Regions from separate parts of the Mus musculus genome. Here region 1 is linked to region 2. A link is a contact called in public promoter capture Hi-C data. All regions are on one chromosome and are shown on one strand. Each heading gives the region's core, a stretch centred on a gene start, on an enhancer-like site or on the middle of the called end of the contact. The rest is flanking DNA. Distances are from core to core; before and after follow the strand shown.

What was found. Capture Hi-C pulls out chosen DNA fragments and counts their contacts.
Region 1: a promoter capture Hi-C map of adipose tissue shows a contact between it and region 2, with 4 times the contacts expected there. The contact joins two enhancer-like sites. A contact is called at or near these places in 1 of 39 promoter capture datasets (cranial neural crest), 2 of 115 datasets of contacts at active chromatin or transcription factors (embryonic forebrain and embryonic midbrain) and 2 of 9 other capture datasets (adipose tissue and liver).

The regions. Positions count from the first base shown.
Region 1 is chr13:71,207,045-71,213,969 of GRCm38.p6, forward strand. No RefSeq gene overlaps it. Among named protein-coding and RNA genes, the nearest start is that of Mir466f-4, 100 kb to the left of the region's middle. Within about 2 kb of position 3,762, at least 11 of the 459 cell types and tissues checked have an H3K27ac peak or open chromatin away from gene starts, as enhancers often do.
Region 2 is chr13:71,957,541-71,964,776 of GRCm38.p6, forward strand. Irx1 (Iroquois homeobox 1) reads right to left here and starts at 6,183. Exons shown (of 4, transcript NM_010573.2): 1 at 5,673-6,183; 2 at 1,710-2,745; 3 at 1,361-1,433; 4 at 692-1,133. The coding sequence starts at 5,948. The coding sequence ends at 1,076. Within about 2 kb of position 2,076, at least 28 of the 459 cell types and tissues checked have an H3K27ac peak or open chromatin away from gene starts, as enhancers often do.

The DNA of each region.
Region 1 (6,925 bases), core at 2,512-5,011, 750 kb before region 2:
GAGCCCTTGCTCCTATCACAACAGATTTGAGCTGGAAAGGAACTGGCTTAATTTACTCAGTAGTGGGGCCAACCTCCTTTGCTGCTGCAGCAAAATATACTTGATTGCAACTTCTGTTTTAACCTCTGTTCATTGGAATTGTCTCATTGGGGTTTCTGAGGGAGAATTAGAGAGACAAGCAGAGAACAAACTCACTTCATTGCTCCTGGATTTTGTCACACCCTTGAACAGAGTGCTCCCCTGCTCTAGCACAATCAGGCCACACTTCTGTAAGAACAATGGGAAAGCATTAACTTGCAGTGCTAGGTTAAGTAAGTACCCCTCTTGCTCAGTTCATTAGCAAAGGTTGTATAAGTCTTGAGTGTATATGTCTGTTGTGAGCATGTCTTTTGAAAGAAAAAAAAAAGAAGAATATGACTTTGGGCATTAACACGTGGTGTTACTCATACCACATAACCAGTTCAGTTTTAACAGATCATGACTGATGGATGGGACTCCCACCAAACACACTGTGAAGCAGAGGGAGGAGTTCAGGGTCCCCAAGGCATCACTTTGAAGGTTTTTCTTGCATAAGGATGCGAACATCTGATGCTCTTTAAGTTACTCAGAGAGATTACACAAGAGTAAAGAACCCCTCCCCCAGAGAAGCAGAATGGAACAGCCATGTTCACTGCAGGTCTCGCCTTTACTTTAGATATTCCTGAGAACCACTGGGATAACCTCAGTGGTCATACAAGATATGTGAGTTTTATACATCCAGACCCCTGTGGGGAATTCTCCTGTGTCCTGATTCTTTTACATTGCAACTATGTGTGCTTACTTGTGCCTGGTCCCTCTCATCCTTTATATTGTAACGATGTGTGTTTGCATGTCCATGCATCCCTCATCTTTTACAATGTAACTATGTGTGTCTGCATGAGCACAGGCATACACTTTGCATCTCTGGCCTCCTAATTGCCCCCCTTTACTGCACAGCTCTCCTGCGGTACTAGCCCATGTAGACATCTGGCTTGGCAAGATGGCTTATCCCAAGGTGAATTAGGCTCAAGTACTTTTCACAATCACCCTACCATGTTGAGTACTTAGTCAAGTGAGAAAAAGAGGCACATCTCTCCTCTAAAATTTCTGTGTAAATTCAGTGGGCAGTCTTCTCCCTCGACACTGTTTACTCGCTACCCTCATGCTGTGCTCTCTCTCAGTCTACATCATACCCAGTCCTTTGCAGTCTCAGGCAGGGATCTTTCTCCTGGGTACTGGTGTCTTGAGGATCATGTTTGGTTTGGGACCAGGGACAAACGACTGGGGCACATATTTTACATATCAAAGGAGACCTGACCTCTGAGTTCTCCCAGCATCCCTCAGTCCTTACCAGGCATATCATGCCCCTAACCCTGAAATTTCCAGCCCAGGGACGGGATGGAAGGATCTATCTATCTATCTATCTATCTATCTATCTATCTATCTATCTATCCCCTTTTCTCTCTCCCCCCATCTCTCTCTATAGTGACTCCCTTGGCCTCAATCTTTGGGGACAGTGAACTCACTCCAGAGCAACTTCCCAGCAAATCTGCCTTTAATAGAATCTAACCTGGCTTGAGTTGACTCATTTCACTGGCAATGAAGAAATAACCTATCAGGTCTAATTTCTGGGTCTAACACTGGCAGGGGGCATGAATTTGTTCTCGCAGAGGACTAATCAGGAAGATCATCACTTGGATGTCAGTCCCTGAAAGCCTATTCCAAGTTGGGCTACAGCAATCTCCAAGTCTTAACAACCAAGCCGTCAATTTTGTGAATTCACTCTATGCTCTTGGTCTTATCCTTTGCATTACCCTTTGTCTTAGGCTTGACCCTTTTTATTACACAGTGATATTTAGACAATAGGACCTGGGTGCTAGTGTGCTTTCTGCTGCTGGGTAGCCAGCGAGTGCGTAGCCCCTCATCTATTTTCAGAGGTCATGTGTGAGCTCACACTCAAGGCCGCAAACAGTAAGTAGACATAGGTTTCTAGATATGGTGGTTCAGGTTGGCACTGACCCCTATCTTTTCATGTGGCTTCTCCATTAAAGACATGCAACCCCCATCCTCACCAGCAATCTTGAACAAGCAGCTGAGTGAATTCTCCATTTGTCTTTCAAGCACTAGATCCTTGACTAAAGCCCCTAGCATGCCAAAGCATCATTGTTGGATTATATTGAAGTTCTTAATTATAAAAATGACTTGGTTAGCGTTAGCACTCTTGTGTTCTGTAGGAGGCATTTCCAGGCCCCATTCTCTACCACAGACTTAATATAAGAAGCATTAAATATGAGTCTCTTCTGTAGAATGCTATAAACCCGTGTTTGAGACTGAAAATACAAATATTTTTATATCTTCATTTTATAAGACTTATATAATTTTAAAATTTTGACCCTCCCAGCTGGAAAATGTTTATGCATACAAAACCCTGACACATTCTCTGTGGGAAGTGGTCAACTTCTCACCCCTCCATTTCCCATGCGCCAATTCTTTTCAGACTGCCCAATAGAACAAGACAGTGAGGTTACACCACAGCCAATGGGGAAAGACACAGTCACTACCTGAGTTATGCCTTCTGTCTGTATGCTTTTGTCTTTTGAGCACACTTCTTTGACCAAGAATAAAGTTTACCTTGTTCAGAAACTTCAGTTAGATCTGGAGTGGTAGTCTCTTTCTTTACAAACCCAAACTTGTTTCTAACATTTAACCAGGTATTTTCTGACCTCAGGTTTTCCTGATCTGGTGTTTAGCTCTCTGCTCAGTGTTGCTGTGTGTGAAGGTACAGTGAGCAGAAGCCAGAAGCTTCTCGTGTAGAATTTCTACAAGGTAGGGTCCCAGACAGGGCTGCCCTCCAAGGGGCCTTCCTCTCCTCTTGGTTGTGAGTCTCTCAGGAAGAGTAGCTACTCCCCCTGAAGTGTCCCACGTGCACCTGTGCTCCCTGACTGTCAGAGCTCAGGGAGTTTTGGGAGAGGTGGGGGAAATGTAGAATTTTCTTCTCGAGTCCCTGGACTTAGCTTGCTCAGCTCTGCTTTCATTTATTTAGTTTTTAATTCAGCCCTTTGAAGAGTGTAGCAACTTTGGTTTCATTCTTTTTTTTTTTTCTCCTACATCCACAGTTTTTATTTTCTTTTCCAAGATATATATAAAAATAAAAATATATGTATATATAATTTATATATTATATATGCATATATATACACACATATACACATACACATATATGTGTGAGTGTGTGTGTGTATAAACACTGGTGATCCACCTTTTGCTTTCTCTCTTCCTCTGAGTCACACTTTCTCCAACAGCCGCCTCCTTCGTATTCTGACTCTCTTTTGTTGAGGGGATATATATATATATATATATATATATATATAGAGAGAGAGAGAGAGAGAGAGAGAGAACGCTGTTTTCATGCACACCAGAAGAGGTCATCAGATTCTATTCCAGATGCTTGTAAGCCACCATGTGGTTGCTGGGAATTAAACTCAGGACCTCTGGAAGATCAGCCAGCATTTTTAAACTCTGACCCATCTCTCTAGCCCTGCATCCAGACTTTTTAAATGGATAGGTTGCAAACATCCACTGAAGTCTCCTCTACCTTCGCCCCCTCCAGCTCCTCTGGGGAGGTTTCTATTTGTCAACTGTTAAGTCTTACCTCGGTTTGCTTCAGCGGCACTGGTGATCCACACTTTGCTTTCTCTCTTCCTCTGAGTCACACTTTCCCCAGCAGCCGCCTCCTTCACATTCTCCCTCTCTTTTGTTAAGGATTGAGTTGTGTTTTATCATCTAATCCTTTCCAAATACTGTGTACCTTTCTACATGATGGCAACTGCCGACAAGGCCAGGGAGATGAGAGAGCTGGGAGCCACATCTGAAAGGGTTGCACAATCTGTTGTGTCAACAGAGGAGTGAGGCTAGGACTTGCTTCATTTAGGGATGAACGCACCTCTGTTGTGTTTCTAAGAGAAAGAGAGAGGGCAGAGGCCTGTGAGCATTGTCTGCCTGTCAATCACATTTGCCTGGGGGTTGAGGGGGGGTGGGAAGATTAAAGGAGAGTAGTCTAAAGGGAGAGGCACAAAAAAAAGAAAGCTACGCATAGCTCCAAATACCACACACTTTCTATCACACAGTGGGATAATTACAGCTGCAGTGTCCACTCATTGGAGGAATGTGACTCAAGCTAAGGCACCTGCATTTCTGGCTTCCATCTAGGCTGCACAAGTCTGTCTGGCTGTTGTCTGTTCCTTCCTTCCTTCCTTCCTTCCTTCCTTCCTTCCTTCCTTCCTTCTCATTTTCTTTTTTTCTTTCTTTTGAATACTGTACAACCTTTAAAGAAAAATATATTCAGGGATTTTCTTCGCCTTGCTTGCTCAGTGAGCTACTCATTTGCATCAGCTTGTCAAGAGTTATGACATTTAATGTTATTAATGTCACTTCCATTATTCCAGGGGATCTCAGCTGCCTTCACCTACACAGTGTAAGTGTTTCTGATTACATGACCATAACTAGAGACCCCAAGGAGATGAGAAGCAAACACAAAGCTTCGTGCTGAGGGGAGGCCAGCCTGAGAGCACCCTGTGTCATTCACCACCACGAGTCTGAAAATATATTCACTCAGATGTCAGAGGCATTGCACGCATGCAGGCATTTCCAGGAAAACACACACAGACACACACACACAGACACACACACAGAGACAACACAACATATACACAGGCACACACTTGCTTATTTCTTTATTATAGGAATTCAGTGTAATTTAACAAAGAATGGCAGTCAACACACTATGTCCATATGTTTTTTAAAAAGATAAATTTACTTCAAGGAATGAACAGTAGGTCCAAAGATGGTCAGAAATCTGTAGTCAGGAGGGGTGAATCCTAAGGCACAGCACCCATCACTTTCTAGAGTTAATGATGAAAATGGAAACTACTGATTTCAACAGTGACAGTCATGTGTCAGTCATAAAAATTTATTATTTGACATGCAAAATTGTAACACAATCAGAATGGTTGCTGTTAGCTTAACTAGGGAAACATGAATAATTTTAATGTAATTATATTTTATATTTGGAAGAACTTAAAACTGAACAAGATTCGAATAAAGCCAAATCTTTTAAAAATGTATCAGACCTAAAATTCTATACTGTGCACACAAGTGCCTGAAGTAATATTATTCTAAACACTTACAAAAATGTAAAAGTAACTTAGTAAACTACCTGAACTCAGTAGTGTATTTCTGTCAGTCTTTTAATATTTAATTGTATTTATCTCTCACCATCTTTACCTGTCTCTATACTGAGGTATCCAGAGATCAATAGATCAATGGGAAAATGGAGAAAAGAAATGCTTGGTACACACTTGCCAACACATACGTAATACCAATATATGCCCAGGGTGTCAACCGAGCATCAGGCCCATACACAGATAGTGTGATGTCAGGGACTTAACACTCAGCTCTGTAAGGTGGCTGTCAGGTGGCCCTGCCCTTACTGTAGCCTCACTAAGTCTCTGCTGAGATGGTGACTGCTTTCATCTTTGGTATTTAATATCAATGCAATGTCTCAGTCAACCATTTTACTGAAAAGTTGCAAAACTACATTTAACTTCATCCCTCCCTTCTAAACTCATGAATTGGCTTCTCATGAAAAGAACAGCTTCATTTACCTAGTCAACTGAATTATCTAAATTTTCATTGAACACTTTCCATGTTTGTGTGTGTGGGGGGGGTGTGTGTGGGGAGGTGTGTATGTATGCATTGTGTATGTCTGGAGGACAGAAGAGGTCATCAGATACCTGGAACTGAAGTAGTGGGTAGTTGTGAGCTACTGTGGGTGCTAAGAACTGAGCCTGCATCCTCTGCAAGAGCAGCAAGTGCTCTTAACAGCTGAGCCATCTCTCTGCCCACAACCACACAACAATTTAAGGAAGGAAGGACTCAGAATGGGAGCTGACACAGAAGTCACCTGCAGTGCTGAGCCAGGTGTGCGCTCTTTGTTCGTTTTCTCCTCTCATTCACTGAGGGACCACTGCTTTGCTTTTCAGTTCTCAGTCACACCATGTGACTGTACCCACCATTTCTATTCCCTGGGAGCCTCTGCCTGCTTCATGCATGTGGTCCCCAAGACACATACTTGCATCCATTTATCTTCACAGCTTGGACTTGTCTAACTGCACAGTTGGGGTTGGATTTAGCCTGAAGTAACAGGGATTGTGCCTAGGCCACTGCGTGCTAAGAAAGGCTGCAGGGAGGGCCCTGAGTGGATGTGTGGGGTACCTGCTACATACCCTTTCCCCAAAATGAGCTGGGTGGCAGGTACATGGGTTTTAAAAGTAAATTATCAAACCCTATATCCCAAAGTTTGTCATTAGAAGGGATTTTTTTTAACTTTGGCTGTCTCTTTTTATCTGTTTTGTCTAACATCTCTGTTATGGATTCAGCATTTGCTTATTTACCCTGTGCAGAATGCTCGTGAGAGTCAGACTCAGGGTACCATCATCACTAAAGGCTACTGACCTGATGTGGTGGCACAGGTCTCTCTGTAATCCCAGCATTCTGGAGACTGAGGGAGGAAGATCAGTTCAAAACCAGCCTCAGCTCCTCCATTGGGAGCCCTGTGACCCATCCAATAGCTGACTGTGAGCATCCACTTCTGTGTTTGCTAGGCCCCGGCACAGTCTCACAAGAGACAGCTATATCAGGGTCCTTTCAGCAAAATCTTGTTAGTGTATGCAAGGTGTCAGCGTTTGGAAGCTGATTATGGGATGGATTCCCGGGTATGGCAGTCTCTGATGGTCCATCCTTTCGTCTCAGCTCCAAACTTTGTCTCTGTAACTCCTTCCATGGGCGTTTTGTTCCCAGTTCTAAAAAGGGGCAAAGTGTCTACACTTTGGTCTTCATTCTTCTTGAG
Region 2 (7,236 bases), core at 826-3,325:
GGCAACCCCTTCACTACAATCACCACTCACTCCCCACCCCGTAGCGCACCTTTTCTCTGAAGCCACTTCTGAATCTTGAATCGCAAACCCAGGGAACCCCGGAACTCGGAACCAAACCCTATGTCGCTCATCTATATGAGAATATTTTTTAAAGAACCTTCCGTTTTCTCCTCTTTACACTTAAACAACTGACTAAGCACACTGTGAGCAATATTTCATACTCCATTACGTCCACGCTCTGACTAGAAAACGACCCTCCTCTAAAACGCATCGCTCACACAACTAGTGAGTAATTGATTTCGAGCCCGAAGTTCCCCTTTGGGAGTGTGATTGAAAATTCTCTTCATTTCCCCCCATTTTGATCCACTTTAAAACATCGGTTTTGTAAACTGTCTAAAATTGAACGCATTTATGTACTTAAAAAGGCTGCTCCAGATAAACGCTTGTCTAAGCGTGGCAAAGATTTACACTGCCAACAAGAAGCTGGCCTAGGAGCAAAACGAACAAATTCAACCACTACCATCACGGACTGTGCGCCTGACACTCGGTGGAAACACTGTTCCAAGACCCTTCTCCCAAAAGAGTCTGGCGAAACCATAGCCCCTGAACTGTGCCCAGGATTTCAAGATCGCAAACATCATGGCCTCCCCCAAAACGCAGGAGGACAGGGACAAACAGCTGTAGCCGCGTGGACATCGTTTCATTTAGTTTATTAGACAAAAATATATGATTTAAACAAGTTCGCTGACGCGCTATTTACAATCTGAAATCACGCTATATACAGAAAGGGGAAAAAAGAAACAAAGAAGACACAAACACAGAAGTGGGAGGGGGGCATTTACCGAATCGGATAATCAATCCGAGCGGCAGGCTGAGCCTTACTCCCCCCTTCCCAAGCGCTTAGGCAGGATGAGCCCCTTTCTGCAGAGAGCGATGTGTGAGAATCACTGACGCTGCCGTCACGTTTGTCCTTTACACAAGTCTCAAATATTTGTCTTAATTCTTCCCTCGTCTCCTCCCCCCCAACCCCTCCCCCTCCCCTCCCCCCGCAAAAGTAAAAGATGACCCCCCTTAATCAGGCAGACGGGAGGGCTGCGAGGATCCGAGGCGTTCCCTCCTGCGGGGCCAGCGAGCTGTATGAGAAACAGCAAGAAGACACCAGCAATGAGTAAACAGATCCAGCGCCACCGAGCCCCAGCCTCTTCGGGCAGAGCCCGGGCTAGAGCTAGACCGCCTCCCAACAGTCTCCCTGCTCCAGAGAACTGGAGCAAGCTAGGCGGGTAGTGCTCTCCAATTAGGACTTTAGGACCCTCACCGCTACTTCCATCCCGCCCCAGGGCAAAAGCTAAAAAGCACTCACTTGTCGCGCACCGGCTGGAAGGGCGACTTTAACTGTTGTGGGGGCGAATCCGGTCTGGTGACTAGGTCTCTCTCTGCAAGGAAAGAGATTTGCAAGATTAGGAAAAGGGTTAGGTAGTGGGGTGTTCAGGTTGGAAGGGTTTCTATGCCCAGATTCATATTTCCTGTGACCAATGTCTACCCTTATACCTCCGTGGAACAAGCCCTTGGATACAGCTCAGTGCCTCGGTGAGACCTAGGCCTAGCTACTACATTAAGCCTCCCCTACCCACCACCACTATCACTCACTCATCTCTAGGTCTCTGTATGTCCCAGACCAAATAAGTAGATGCGACCTTTTGGCTCGGTACCTGGAAGTGCAGGACTGCTGCGTGCGGAGGCCTTCTCACCATGGAGCACCCCGGTGGCAACCTGGACTGGCGGCTGTGGAGGTGGTGGTGCTGTCAGGTGTGGGCCGTGAGGTGCTGCATGCGGCGCGCTGACGCCCAGGAAAGATCGCATGTTCAGCAGCGAGCCCTGTGCTAGGAACGCGCCGTTGGTCCAGTTGGAAAACTTGCCTATGTGACAGGTGTACAGTCCGTGGCTGGGTAGAAAGGCCGGGTGTTGCAGGGGTGAGCCGCTGGGCGGCCCGTGTGCGCTGGCGTGGCTTGAGGGTGGCGGTGGAGACGCCTTAGGCGCACCATCGGGGCTAGTGGCTGTCTCAGCCAGAGACCAGATCTTGGGCTTGCTGTGCGGCGCGCCCTGCAGGCCGACCGCCGCGGCGCCAGGACTCAGCAGGCGTGTGCTGCCGGGCTCTGAGACCTCCTTAACCAGGCCCAAGGGCGAATCTTGAGACTTGAGTGTCTCAGCAGCCGACAATGGGGAGCTCTGGTCCCGAGCTGAGGCGGGAGGGGCTACGCGCGCCCTAGGAGCCTCCGCCTTGTCCTCTTCGTCTTCGTTGCTCTGGTCGCCATCACGCTCGTCGATCTGATCGATGTCAATGCTCTCCAGGTCGATCTCCTCGTCGTCCTCGGCCTTCTCGGGGTCGCCCTCGGTGTCGCTGCCAAAGAGGGCGCCGTCTTCCTGGTCCTTGCTGCGCGCCCCCCAAGTCACCTTGTTCTCCTTCTTGAGGCGCCGGCGCGCATTGGCGAACCAGGTGGAGACCTGTGTGAGGGTCATCTTGGTGATAATGGCCAGCATAATCTTCTCTCCTTTGGTGGGGTACGGGTTCTTGCGGTGTTCGTTGAGCCAGGCTTTCAGCGTGCTGGTGCTCTCCCGCGTGGCGTTCTTGGGCCGTCCGGGATCCCCGTATTGAAACTGACCATAGGGATAATAAGCAGGCGTTGTGTGGGCTGCGAAGGTCGCTGGGTGCACCCCGGGGTTGTCCTTCAGTTCATACTGAGAGCCCTGAAGCAACCGTAGAGCAAGAGAGAAGAGAGAAAGAAGTAGAGAGAGAAAAGAAATGGGGAGAGATGAGTTTCAGGAAGCTAGGAAAGGAAGACCCGTGCTGCTGTGGACCCTGGGGGCACTTGATTCACCAGCTCAGAAAAGGAAAACGCGCGCGCGTGCTCACACACACACACACACACCACTACTTGGAGAGTCAAGGCAGCTGGAGTCTTAAACTGGATTGAAGGCATTGGGTCTCCACTAAACAGATTTTTAAAAAACTGTTGTTCACTCTAGAAAAACTTCTAGAAGCCTTGGATTTTTAGAACTCAGCGCAAGCCCTGCCCCTCCCCCTTCCCGAGTCTTCCCAGAACCCTTGGTTCCCCACACCACCCCTTCCCAAAATTCAAATTTTCAAGTTCAGCTTACACTAGCTGGAGGGGGAAAACCTTTTCTGTAGACTGATGAAACAGTTTCTCCAAAGTGAAGCACTCAGAATTCAAGGCCCCTCCTTCTCACCCTGAAGGACTCAATCAAAATAAACCATCCAGGGCACTCTTCAGTCTAAATTCACCACCAATTTAAAATGAAAGCAGAGCCCTCTTTTTGCCTCTCAAATTAATCTGCATATAATGGCTCACTCACACTTAGAGGTCTGTAGCGGTGACAGGTAATTTAAAATTTAATCCTGGCCATCCTCAGTAACAATGACAAAACACATTTTTTTTTTAAATACAAAAGAAGAGCTTATCCAGTAAAATATTAACGTCAGGCCCTGGAGCCACAGGCTGAAGCTCAGGGGAACCGGTTCAGTTTCCTGGGCCTCTTCTTGGTTACTTTATCTCTTAAGTTTGACTTTGATCTGCAGCCGAGCAAACAGAAACTGTTTGCAGGCATTTAGAGGCCATGATTTATTTGCAATCAATATTCTTTTTATCATCAGTAGTAAAACACAGCAAGTCAAATTATCCCATCAGGTTTTTGGTAAATAACATTTTATCTTTCTAACAGCCTCGTTAGGCCTCATTATTACCATAAATTGCCCAGACAGACATTCACTCACAATTTTATCTTTTGGGTTCCAAATACTGGATCATAAAAGATTGGAAAGCTAGGCCTCAGCTGAGGGTTTGGATTTAGGCTTACTTTCCAAGAACCCGGTAGGAGACCTGGAGGTAACACAAACACCTTAGGGGACGAATTTTATTTTCCTTTTAGTTTAAAGAGAAAACAAAATTAAACAACAACAAAAACCTCCTGTGGACCTTCCCTACCTCACTACAATGGGAGCAGACCCCTCCCCCACAAGCACACAGGCAGGATTCCCAAATGGCTCACATCTGTATTCAAATTTTTAGTTAAAAAAATCCTCGCGAAAATAATAACTAAATCACCCTCCATCTTCAATTTTTAAAAGGATACAGTTACCAGGTTAGCAAAAAAAAAAAAAAAAAAAAAAAAAAAAGAAGTCGGAACCCTAAAAAAGTTACTAAAAGCTTATTTCTTTGGCTAATTAGTTTAGCGATCGAGGCCGCGCCTAAGAGGCTTCTTTGGCCCGAATTCGTTTGTGCCTCGCCATTGTAAAATGTACATTTCGTTTTTCAAGATTATTTTAGTTGTAATCGTAAAGTAGAAATTCGGCCTCGTCTCTGCTGGGAATTGTTTTTGAAAGGGCACCTTGTAAATCTCTCATCGCTCCCGGGGCATATTGGCTGTCCGAACAAAATGGGGGTTGATCTTCCTGGTTGGGAAGCATCCGAAAGGCAACTGGCTGGCCGGACCACTGAGAAATAGGCTTTCTTTCTAAACTACAAGAAAAGTTCGGAAAATCGCGCTAGCCGCTTTGCTTCTGCACAGTTGGAGGCCAACCTTTTAAAGGAGTCTGGTCTGGTCTGTTTTGCCAGAGACTGGATAATTCAGGGTTCTTGGAAATTGCTCTATCCAGAAGATAGCAGGGCAGCAGGGGGCTGCCTTCCAAAAACCAGTGCCCGCCTCGCAATTTGCTAGCGGCCTCAAGTTTAAGCAGCCCGACCTTTCCGTTAAACCAAGGAAAAGTGATCATTCGGAAGGACAGACAGGCCAATACTCCTGTGGAGAATTAAATTTAAACACACACCCCCATCTGACACCCACTGGGACAGGAGATCGGAGAGCACCATTTATTTTAAGCTCTGGGACACTGTTCCTTTAACTCTCCCTTATGTAACACGGGAAGAAAAGTGCTTTTCTTTCGGCTCAAATGAAAAGTTTGGCAACTTACGAAAGTAAAGGCAAACACCGTTTCGGAAGCCAGAATTTATGTCAACTTAGTATTTCTTAGCCCCGATTCCTATGGTCCCTACACACTCCATTAAGAGACCTCTCTGCTCTGCTGATGTCTATTGTTTGTTGGGATGTTTTTGATCGACTCCGCTAGGTTTAACCGGTTCCTTTTGGCAAAGTCTAGGGCAACTATCTCTGCTCTGCCAAAGAGGGAGAAGGAAGGTCTTCTGGGCCCAAGGGAAAGCTCTTGCGGCGCTCAGGCGAGGCCGGCCGCCAGGTTAGGGCAGTGTTAGTAAAGCGGCCCTGGCTGAGGGGGCCCGGCGGGCCTGCCCTGTCGCACTGGAGGAGCCTGGCGGTTTTGCCCGGGACCTCCAGAGCCTGCCGCGGTCTCAGGCCTTCTCTGGAGGCTTCTCTCCACTAGCGCGCAACCCGCTTTTCGACTCCGGTCTCCAACCTCCCAAGACCACAGTGGTCACTGCCTGGGCCTCTGGGCACTCCCGAGTCCCCAGGGAAAGAGGTCTCCGCCACCGGATTCCCTCTGCAGGACCCTTCTCGTTCCTTTCCCAGACACTGCCTGCGGATCCTCTGTTTCTCTGTTGGGCCAGCCGCTCCCGATGTCCCCAGGCGCGGTGATCTCCCGTGGGTGCGGGCCAGGAGGACGCGCGGGAGGCGGGAGCACTCACCATCTGCGAGAAGAGGCTGAGGTCCGCGGCATAGGGCAAGAAGGCGCTGTAGTTGGGTGCGCCCGCGTACGGTCCCGCCGCGGCATACATGCCTAGCACCGAGGTGACCGCGGCCGCTCCCGCGCCCGCTCCCAGCTCCGCAGTCCCGGGACGGCCCGACGAGGCGGCGGCCGCAGCAGCCGCGGCCGCAGCCAGCACCCCAGGGCGCTCTCCACCATAGGCGCCCGGGCCCGCGGCGCTTAGGTATTGCGGGTAGCCCAGCTGCGGGAAGGACATGTCCGCGGGCTCGGTGGTGGCGGAGGGCAACACTAACTGCGCGGGCAAGAAGACCGGCTGGCGATCCGAGGAGGCGCGACTCGGGGGCTGCGGGCCGCGGGCCGGGCGCGCTCCGGCCGGCCCGGGGGCGGGGGCCGCTCGCTGTTCCTCGGCCCAGTGCTCGCTGGCGGCGCCCGGCTCCCGGCTGCGCCCGTATCCGAGATCGCGCGCCGACTGCGGCGGCCGCCCTCCGCTCGGCGGCGGGGCTCTCAGACACAATTTGAAGTTGATGCTTTGATTGGCATCCCCTTGAGCACAGGCCCCGCCCCTGGCTCCCCTCCCGCCCCCTCCCTGCCTCCAGCCCGCCCTCGCTGGCCGCTCCCGCCCCTCACGGCGAGCACGTGGTGCCCCGCGCCCGCCGGGCCACCTCCTCCTCCGGTGGGCGCGCACGGCCCGTCTGCTGGTGTGGGTCCGGAGGCCGCAGGCTCCTTCCCAACCAGCCCCCGCGGCTTTTGACAACCTGTCGACACCGGTTTACAGCTGTCTGACACCCGGTTTTGCAACGGAGATCTGTTCCCCCATCCCCTTTTAACAAAAGCAACTCGGGGATTGCGTTTCTACAGCTGGGGTGGCAGGGAAAGAGGCCTGGGGCCAGGGGACAGTCTATAGCGAACAGCCTTTCCTCTGTGGCTGGCTCTGCAGCACCTCCATGGGACATATTTGGCTGAAGTGTTCAGATAAATCTACGCGTGGCTTGACACCTCGGATACAGGGTGCGTCGTCTCTCTGGCCCCACTTGGTATCAACAGATACTCTGGAAATTGCTGCCCCCCCCCCCTTGCACTTGGAGAATCGGGTTGTGGCCGGCCGCGCTCTGTCAGCTTCTCCAAATATAAAAACTTTTAAAATGGGCAAGCCAGCTGAGAGGTCGCTGCCTAGCGGAGGAGAGCTCCTAGAGGGTGGGGGAAAGAATTGTAGGAGGGGAAGGACCTTCGCAAGGTAAAAGAACTGGCAAATCTTGCCCACAGTCATCTACCACCCTCTTCCAGTTTGGGAGAAGCCTGAAAGGCCTGGGCTCCTGCGTTTGTCCACTAGGTGTGCAGACGCGGAGAGTCAACACGAGTGGAGCTCAGGTACCTGAGGTGGCGCTGCGACTAGCCAGTCCAACAGGACAGGACAGCCGCCAGTCCCCTGTCTTTGAGTCTCCCACGACACCCCCCCCCCCCATCCCCGCCCAATTCCTATCTCAAACGCTGGGAAAATAAGAACCAGGCAATTTGAAAGCCAGGGGCCTGGCTGCTCTGTTCTC